Regions from separate parts of the Mus musculus genome. Here region 1 is linked to region 2. A link is a contact called in public HiChIP or PLAC-seq data. All regions are on one chromosome and are shown on one strand. Each heading gives the region's core, a stretch centred on a gene start, on an enhancer-like site or on the middle of the called end of the contact. The rest is flanking DNA. Distances are from core to core; before and after follow the strand shown. Region 1 holds the start of 9530052E02Rik (RIKEN cDNA 9530052E02 gene). Region 2 has its middle 26 kb from the start of Gm39129.

The links. HiChIP or PLAC-seq counts read pairs in DNA pulled down with a chosen protein or histone mark.
Region 1: an H3K4me3 HiChIP or PLAC-seq map of bone marrow-derived macrophages shows a contact between it and region 2, with 7 times the contacts expected there. The contact joins the promoter of 9530052E02Rik here to the enhancer-like site in region 2. A contact is called at or near these places in 9 of 39 promoter capture datasets (the 3T3-L1 cell line, the C10 cell line, the HPC-7 cell line and 4 more), 1 of 15 datasets of contacts at CTCF or cohesin (large pre-B cells), 8 of 484 Hi-C or Micro-C datasets (the G1E-ER4 cell line, bone marrow-derived macrophages, cerebral cortex and 2 more), 22 of 115 datasets of contacts at active chromatin or transcription factors (T-cell acute lymphoblastic leukemia, astrocytes, bone marrow-derived macrophages and 17 more) and 2 of 9 other capture datasets (adipose tissue and embryonic stem cells).

What each region holds. Positions count from the first base shown.
Region 1 is chr8:11,006,589-11,009,693 of GRCm38.p6, reverse strand. It overlaps 9530052E02Rik (RIKEN cDNA 9530052E02 gene), which reads right to left and starts at 1,844. Exons shown (of 5, transcript NR_046017.1): 1 at 1,683-1,844. Irs2 (insulin receptor substrate 2) reads left to right here and starts at 765. Exons shown (of 2, transcript NM_001081212.2): 1 at 765-3,105. The coding sequence starts at 1,264.
Region 2 is chr8:10,711,077-10,713,898 of GRCm38.p6, reverse strand. No RefSeq gene overlaps it. Among named protein-coding and RNA genes, the nearest start is that of Gm39129, 26 kb to the left of the region's middle. Within about 2 kb of position 1,433, at least 11 of the 459 cell types and tissues checked have an H3K27ac peak or open chromatin away from gene starts, as enhancers often do. A contact at or near this core is called in the G1E-ER4 cell line, bone marrow-derived macrophages and microglia, where this site is marked.

The DNA.
Region 1 (3,105 bases), core at 595-3,094, 300 kb before region 2:
CTATGGAAACCGCATTTTCCTACGCCAGCACGCCCTCCTCCTCTCTCCTATTACATCCAGAACAGGCGACTTCCACTTCCCGGGAACCTGACAAGTGAATGGCTCTGATGACGCCCCGGAAAGAGCCCACGGCCGGGGGCGGACGCCTGCGGAGGGTGGGGCGGGTTCCGGGGCGCCCCTCGATCGGCTCGCCGCCGGGAAAAGGCACCGAGCTGCCATCGACCCGGAGCTCGCGGGCAACGATGCTCGTAAACAAGCCGGGCCGCGCGCCTGCCACCCACAGCGGGCACCGCCCTGCGCCGCGCGCCCACCCCGGCTGCTGGGGTCCGACCGCCGCCCCGCACCAGATCCGACCTCCCGCCCCCGTTCCCCCTCCGCGGCGGAAGCCTGGGGCCAGTTAGTGGGACGCGAGGCGGGAGCACAAACCCCGCACCCGCCTTCTCCACGGCGGGCTTCCCGCCTTGGGTGGCATCGCCCCCGCCCGCATCCACAACGAGCCCCTGATTAATGAGCCCGGCCCGGCCCCCGCCGAGCCCCGGCCCGGCCTCGGAGAGGGGGAGGGAGGGGACGGCGGGAAACGCAGCCCGGTGTCGGTCCGCCTCCCCCCCCCCCCCGTGCCTCACGCTCATTGGTCCGTCTCGCTGTCCGTCGGGGAACGCGGCGCCAATGCAGGGCTGCGGGGCGGGGCGTCCGCGCGAGTGTGCCTGCGTAACGCAGAGTCACGTGTTGTTTTGCTCTTAGTTCAGTCACTCGGTGCGCGATGTGTTACTCACTGTGCGGCGGGGACCGCGACAAGCCCGGGTCGTCGTTGGTGGCAGCAGCAGCAGCGGCAGCAACGGCAGCAGCGGCCCCAGTGGCAGTGTGGGCCCCGAGTGTCCGGACGCAGACCGTCGTCGCGCAGTGCAGAACGGTGGCAGCAGACGGGCCGCGCGCGTTCTAAGCTCGGCCCCGCGACTCGGGGACCCCGACTCTCGACCCAGCCAGCCAGTCCCCGGGCGCCGCCCGAGAGCCCGGGAAGCAGCGGCAGCGGACAGTCGAAGCGGGGGGGTGGCCATCGCCCGCACCGAGCATCCTTCGGAGCGGCGGAGGGCCCTGCGCCACCGAGCCGCGCGCGCCTCCTAGCCCACCGCCTGGGCCCGGGGGACGCGCGCGCGTGGCCGGGCGGCCGGGCGACGGGTGGCGGGGAGCCGCCCCCGCCCGCGCCCCTCGGCCCTCGCCATCCCCTGTTCGCCCAGCCGGGCAGAGAGACCTGAAGCGGCGGCGATGGCTAGCGCGCCCCTGCCTGGGCCCCCCGCGTCGGCGGGCGGGGACGGCCCGAACCTCAATAACAACAACAACAACAACAACCACAGCGTGCGCAAGTGCGGCTACCTGCGCAAGCAGAAGCACGGCCACAAGCGCTTTTTCGTGTTGCGCGGCCCCGGCACGGGCGGCGACGAGGCATCCGCGGCTGGGGGGTCGCCGCCGCAGCCTCCGCGGCTGGAGTACTACGAGAGCGAGAAGAAGTGGAGGAGCAAGGCGGGCGCGCCGAAGCGAGTGATCGCGCTCGACTGCTGTCTGAACATCAACAAGCGCGCGGACGCCAAGCACAAGTACCTGATCGCCCTCTACACCAAGGACGAGTACTTCGCTGTAGCGGCGGAGAACGAGCAGGAGCAGGAGGGCTGGTACCGCGCACTCACCGACTTGGTCAGCGAAGGCCGCTCTGGCGAGGGGGGCTCGGGCACCACCGGAGGCTCTTGCAGCGCCTCTCTCCCGGGCGTCCTGGGCGGCTCAGCGGGCGCCGCTGGCTGCGATGACAACTACGGGCTCGTGACACCCGCCACGGCCGTCTACCGCGAGGTGTGGCAGGTGAACCTGAAACCTAAGGGACTGGGCCAGAGCAAGAACCTGACTGGTGTATACCGCCTATGCCTGTCTGCGCGCACCATCGGCTTCGTGAAGCTCAATTGCGAACAGCCGTCGGTGACGCTGCAGCTTATGAACATTCGCCGCTGCGGCCACTCGGACAGCTTCTTCTTCATCGAGGTGGGCCGTTCGGCCGTCACCGGTCCCGGGGAGCTGTGGATGCAAGCCGACGACTCGGTGGTGGCGCAGAACATCCATGAGACCATCCTAGAAGCTATGAAGGCACTCAAAGAGCTCTTCGAGTTCCGGCCTCGCAGCAAGAGTCAGTCGTCCGGGTCGTCAGCCACGCATCCCATCAGCGTGCCGGGCGCGCGCCGCCACCACCACCTAGTCAACCTACCCCCTAGCCAGACCGGCCTGGTGCGCCGCTCGCGCACTGACAGCCTGGCGGCCACCCCCCCAGCAGCCAAGTGCACTTCGTGCCGGGTTCGTACGGCCAGCGAGGGCGACGGCGGCGCGGCAGGCGGGGCCGGGACGGCAGGAGGCAGGCCGATGTCGGTGGCAGGGAGCCCCCTGAGTCCCGGGCCGGTGCGCGCGCCCCTTAGCCGCTCGCACACCCTGAGCGCCGGCTGCGGAGGCCGCCCGAGCAAAGTGACTCTGGCGCCGGCAGGGGGAGCCCTGCAACACAGCCGCTCCATGTCCATGCCCGTGGCGCACTCACCTCCTGCAGCCACCAGCCCAGGCAGCCTGTCCTCCAGCAGTGGGCACGGCTCGGGCTCCTACCCGCTGCCACCTGGCTCCCACCCGCACCTGCCTCATCCACTGCATCACCCCCAAGGCCAGCGTCCGTCCAGCGGTAGTGCCTCCGCCTCGGGCTCCCCCAGCGACCCGGGTTTCATGTCCCTTGACGAGTATGGCTCCAGCCCTGGCGACCTGAGAGCCTTCAGTAGCCACAGGAGCAACACACCCGAGTCAATAGCGGAGACCCCGCCAGCCAGAGATGGCAGTGGGGGCGAACTCTATGGGTACATGAGCATGGATAGACCCCTGAGCCACTGTGGCCGCCCTTACCGTAGGGTCTCAGGGGATGGGGCCCAGGACCTGGATAGAGGACTGAGGAAGAGGACTTATTCCCTAACCACGCCTGCCAGGCAGCGGCAGGTACCTCAGCCTTCCTCTGCCTCTCTAGATGAATACACTCTCATGAGGGCCACCTTCTCTGGTAGTTCAGGTCGCCTCTGCCCATCCTTCCCTGCG
Region 2 (2,822 bases), core at 184-2,683:
TGGTGCTAAATTTTACTTAAGTACAGCCTATCGCCAAAGCGGAAGCCAAAATATATAATTAGGTTGGCATTAACATTCAAGAGTTGTGCGAGTGATTTCGATGTCACAGAGGCTGTGGTGCTCGGGAAGGGCAGGGCTGCCCGGGTTAATGTAGCAGAAACCCTGCTGTAATAGTGGGCTCTCCTCAGTTCCGATCAGGGTGCCAGTGCAGGAGTCCCCACATGAGGCAGGGCTTCACTTGGCAGGTCCCAGACCTCTGCATCACAGGAACAAAGTCTAAACCCGTGAATAGAGAGAGGCAAAGAACCATCAGATTCCACGCTCTGCGCCCCACACCCTGCAAGAATCCATCACCTTATCTATAAACACAAATGAACATCCAGGCCTTGTCCCTGGACTGGGGTCGTGATTTTCCACCATAAATTCCAGAAGAATTTTCTTTTCTTTTTCTTTCTTCCTTCCTTTCTCCCTCCCTCCCTCCCTCTCTCTCCCTTCCTTCCTTTCCTCTTTCTTCCTTTCTTTCTTTTCCTTCCTTCCTTCCTTCCTTCCTTCCCCCCTTCCTTCCTTCCTTCCTTCCTTTCTCTCTCCCTCCCTCCCTCTCTCCTTCCTTCCTTCCTTCCTTCCTTCCTTTCTTCCTCCCTCCCTCCCTCCCTCCCTCCCTCCCTTCCTTCCTTCCCTCCTTCCTTTCTTCCTCCCTCCCTCCCTCCCTCCCTCCCTTCCTTCCTTCCTTCCTTCCTTCCTTCCTTCCTTCCTTCCTTTTCCTTCCTTCCTTCCTCCCTTCCTTCCTTCCTTCCTTCCTTCCTTCCTTCCTTCCTCCCTCCCTCCCTCCCTTTCTTCCTTCCTTCCTTTTCCTCCCTTCCTTCCTTCCTTCCTTCCTTCCTTCCTTCCTTCCTTCCTTCCTCCCTCCCTCCCTCCCTCCCTCCCTCACTCTCTCTTTCTTTCTTCCCCTTCCTTCCTTCCTTCCTTCCTTCCTTCCTTCCTTTCTTTCTTTCTTTCTTTCTTTCTTTCTTTCTTTCTTTCTTTCTTTCTTTCTTTCTTTCTTTTTCTCTCTCTCGCTCTGCCCTGCTCACTCTGGCCCCACTCACTCTGGCCCCTGCTTGCTCCCGCCCCCAGAAGAATTTTCTAGTCAAGTAAACAAGGTGGTTATGTCAGCTGCCACCTGCCTGCAATAGCAATTAAAAGTCATAGAGACCTTGGCAAAGCTGGACATTTCTCCATTTGCACTCGTCATTTAAAACCTCTGTCATGTGAATTTGGCCAGTTTATAAGGAAATGAACATTTTTAGTTTAGAAGTTGCTTTAAAGCATAAGAAACCTTCTGAGACACAAAACGGTGATACCAGCTGCTGGCAAGCTGACTACCTCAGCCCTTCTGACCTACAAAAGGGAGGGTATTAACCACAGTAGCGGGGGAGTAAAAAAAAAACTTAATCACTATTAATGAGATTCATTATAATATAGAGTCTCCCCACAATGAATTTTAAATGTCCCTTGTCCATTTCTCTATCAACATGACACAAAAGGAAACATCTGCTCCGTGGTGGCCATGGGGCTGCATTCTGATTAGCTGATATGGGTAATCTATCCATTATCGCGCCTGTCATGTTGATGGGCAAAGGATCAATTTTAGTCTGCTATCAATCTTCTACCCAAAGCTCAAAGCTGGGGTGTCTGTGTGGTGTGCTTTTAAAATCACATATTAAAATTAATACCCAGAAATTCAACCTTGCCCACTTGGTTCTTTGCCTTTCTACTTTTTCTTATTTATACGGATAGAAATCAACCTTGTTGTTTACTATTTGATGGGATGAAATCCTAGGCTAGTGCATTTTAAGGAAGAAATTGAGTTATTTGTGAACAACATAAGGTTTAATAAGTCCTTCCTGGAAGTTTCTGCCTTGAGCAGCACTCTATGCTAGAAACGGAAGGCGAGTGGCTGGCCTATGGAGTTTCAGTGTTCTGGTAGACACGTTTAAAACAAGAGAAAAAGAACATATAAAATCAATACTAATAGTATTTTCTACTAAAGCCAATACTTTAAAACATCATTAAGTCAGATAACCAGCATAAATATTGTAAACGGCCTGGTTTCCCTCCCTTTGTGTGTCTCTCTCATTCTACTGTCTCCCCTCTTCTACTCACAGCCCAAGAACCAGACAGACAGACGCAGCCCTGGCTTCCACACCAGAGGCGCTAGGCTGCAGGAAACACTCTTCTGCTACTCTCACTTGAGGAACTACAAAGCAACGATCCAAGGTAAAACAAAACGAACCCCAGCTGCAGAGCTCTTCTCCGTAAACGCCTTAGCTTCTGCACACCACAGCTTCAGCTCTGTCAGGCACTGTCTTACCAGCTGGGAGCCTCAATTTATTCTAAAGGTTGAGTGATTTGTCATTAAAACTATGATTTTTTTTTTTAAGGATTGACTTAGGTCAGCCCACCGAGGATGCACTTTGCTGGTTCAAATGACTTGAGCTCTTTAGAAATGTGTGCCCAAAAGCTTCTGTTGATAGAAATCAATCAATATCTGCTCCATGTAGAGGGAATTCACAGTCTTCGTTTCTCTTTTGCTTGTAGAAACTGAAGAACGGGGAAGGAAATGAAGCTTTCTCCACACTCCCTTTAGTTAGGCAATCATCTGGAAATATATTCGTTTTTTAATTCAATGATGTCACTAGATCAGGAAAAGCACATTCTATGAGCTCATGTTCCCACTTTAGTCTAGGGTAGGTTTTAGCATTCCTAAGCAGACTGCAAAGGCCACTGTACTCAAGATTACCTGACGGTTATACCACATCATTTCTTGTCAGTGACTGCCAACT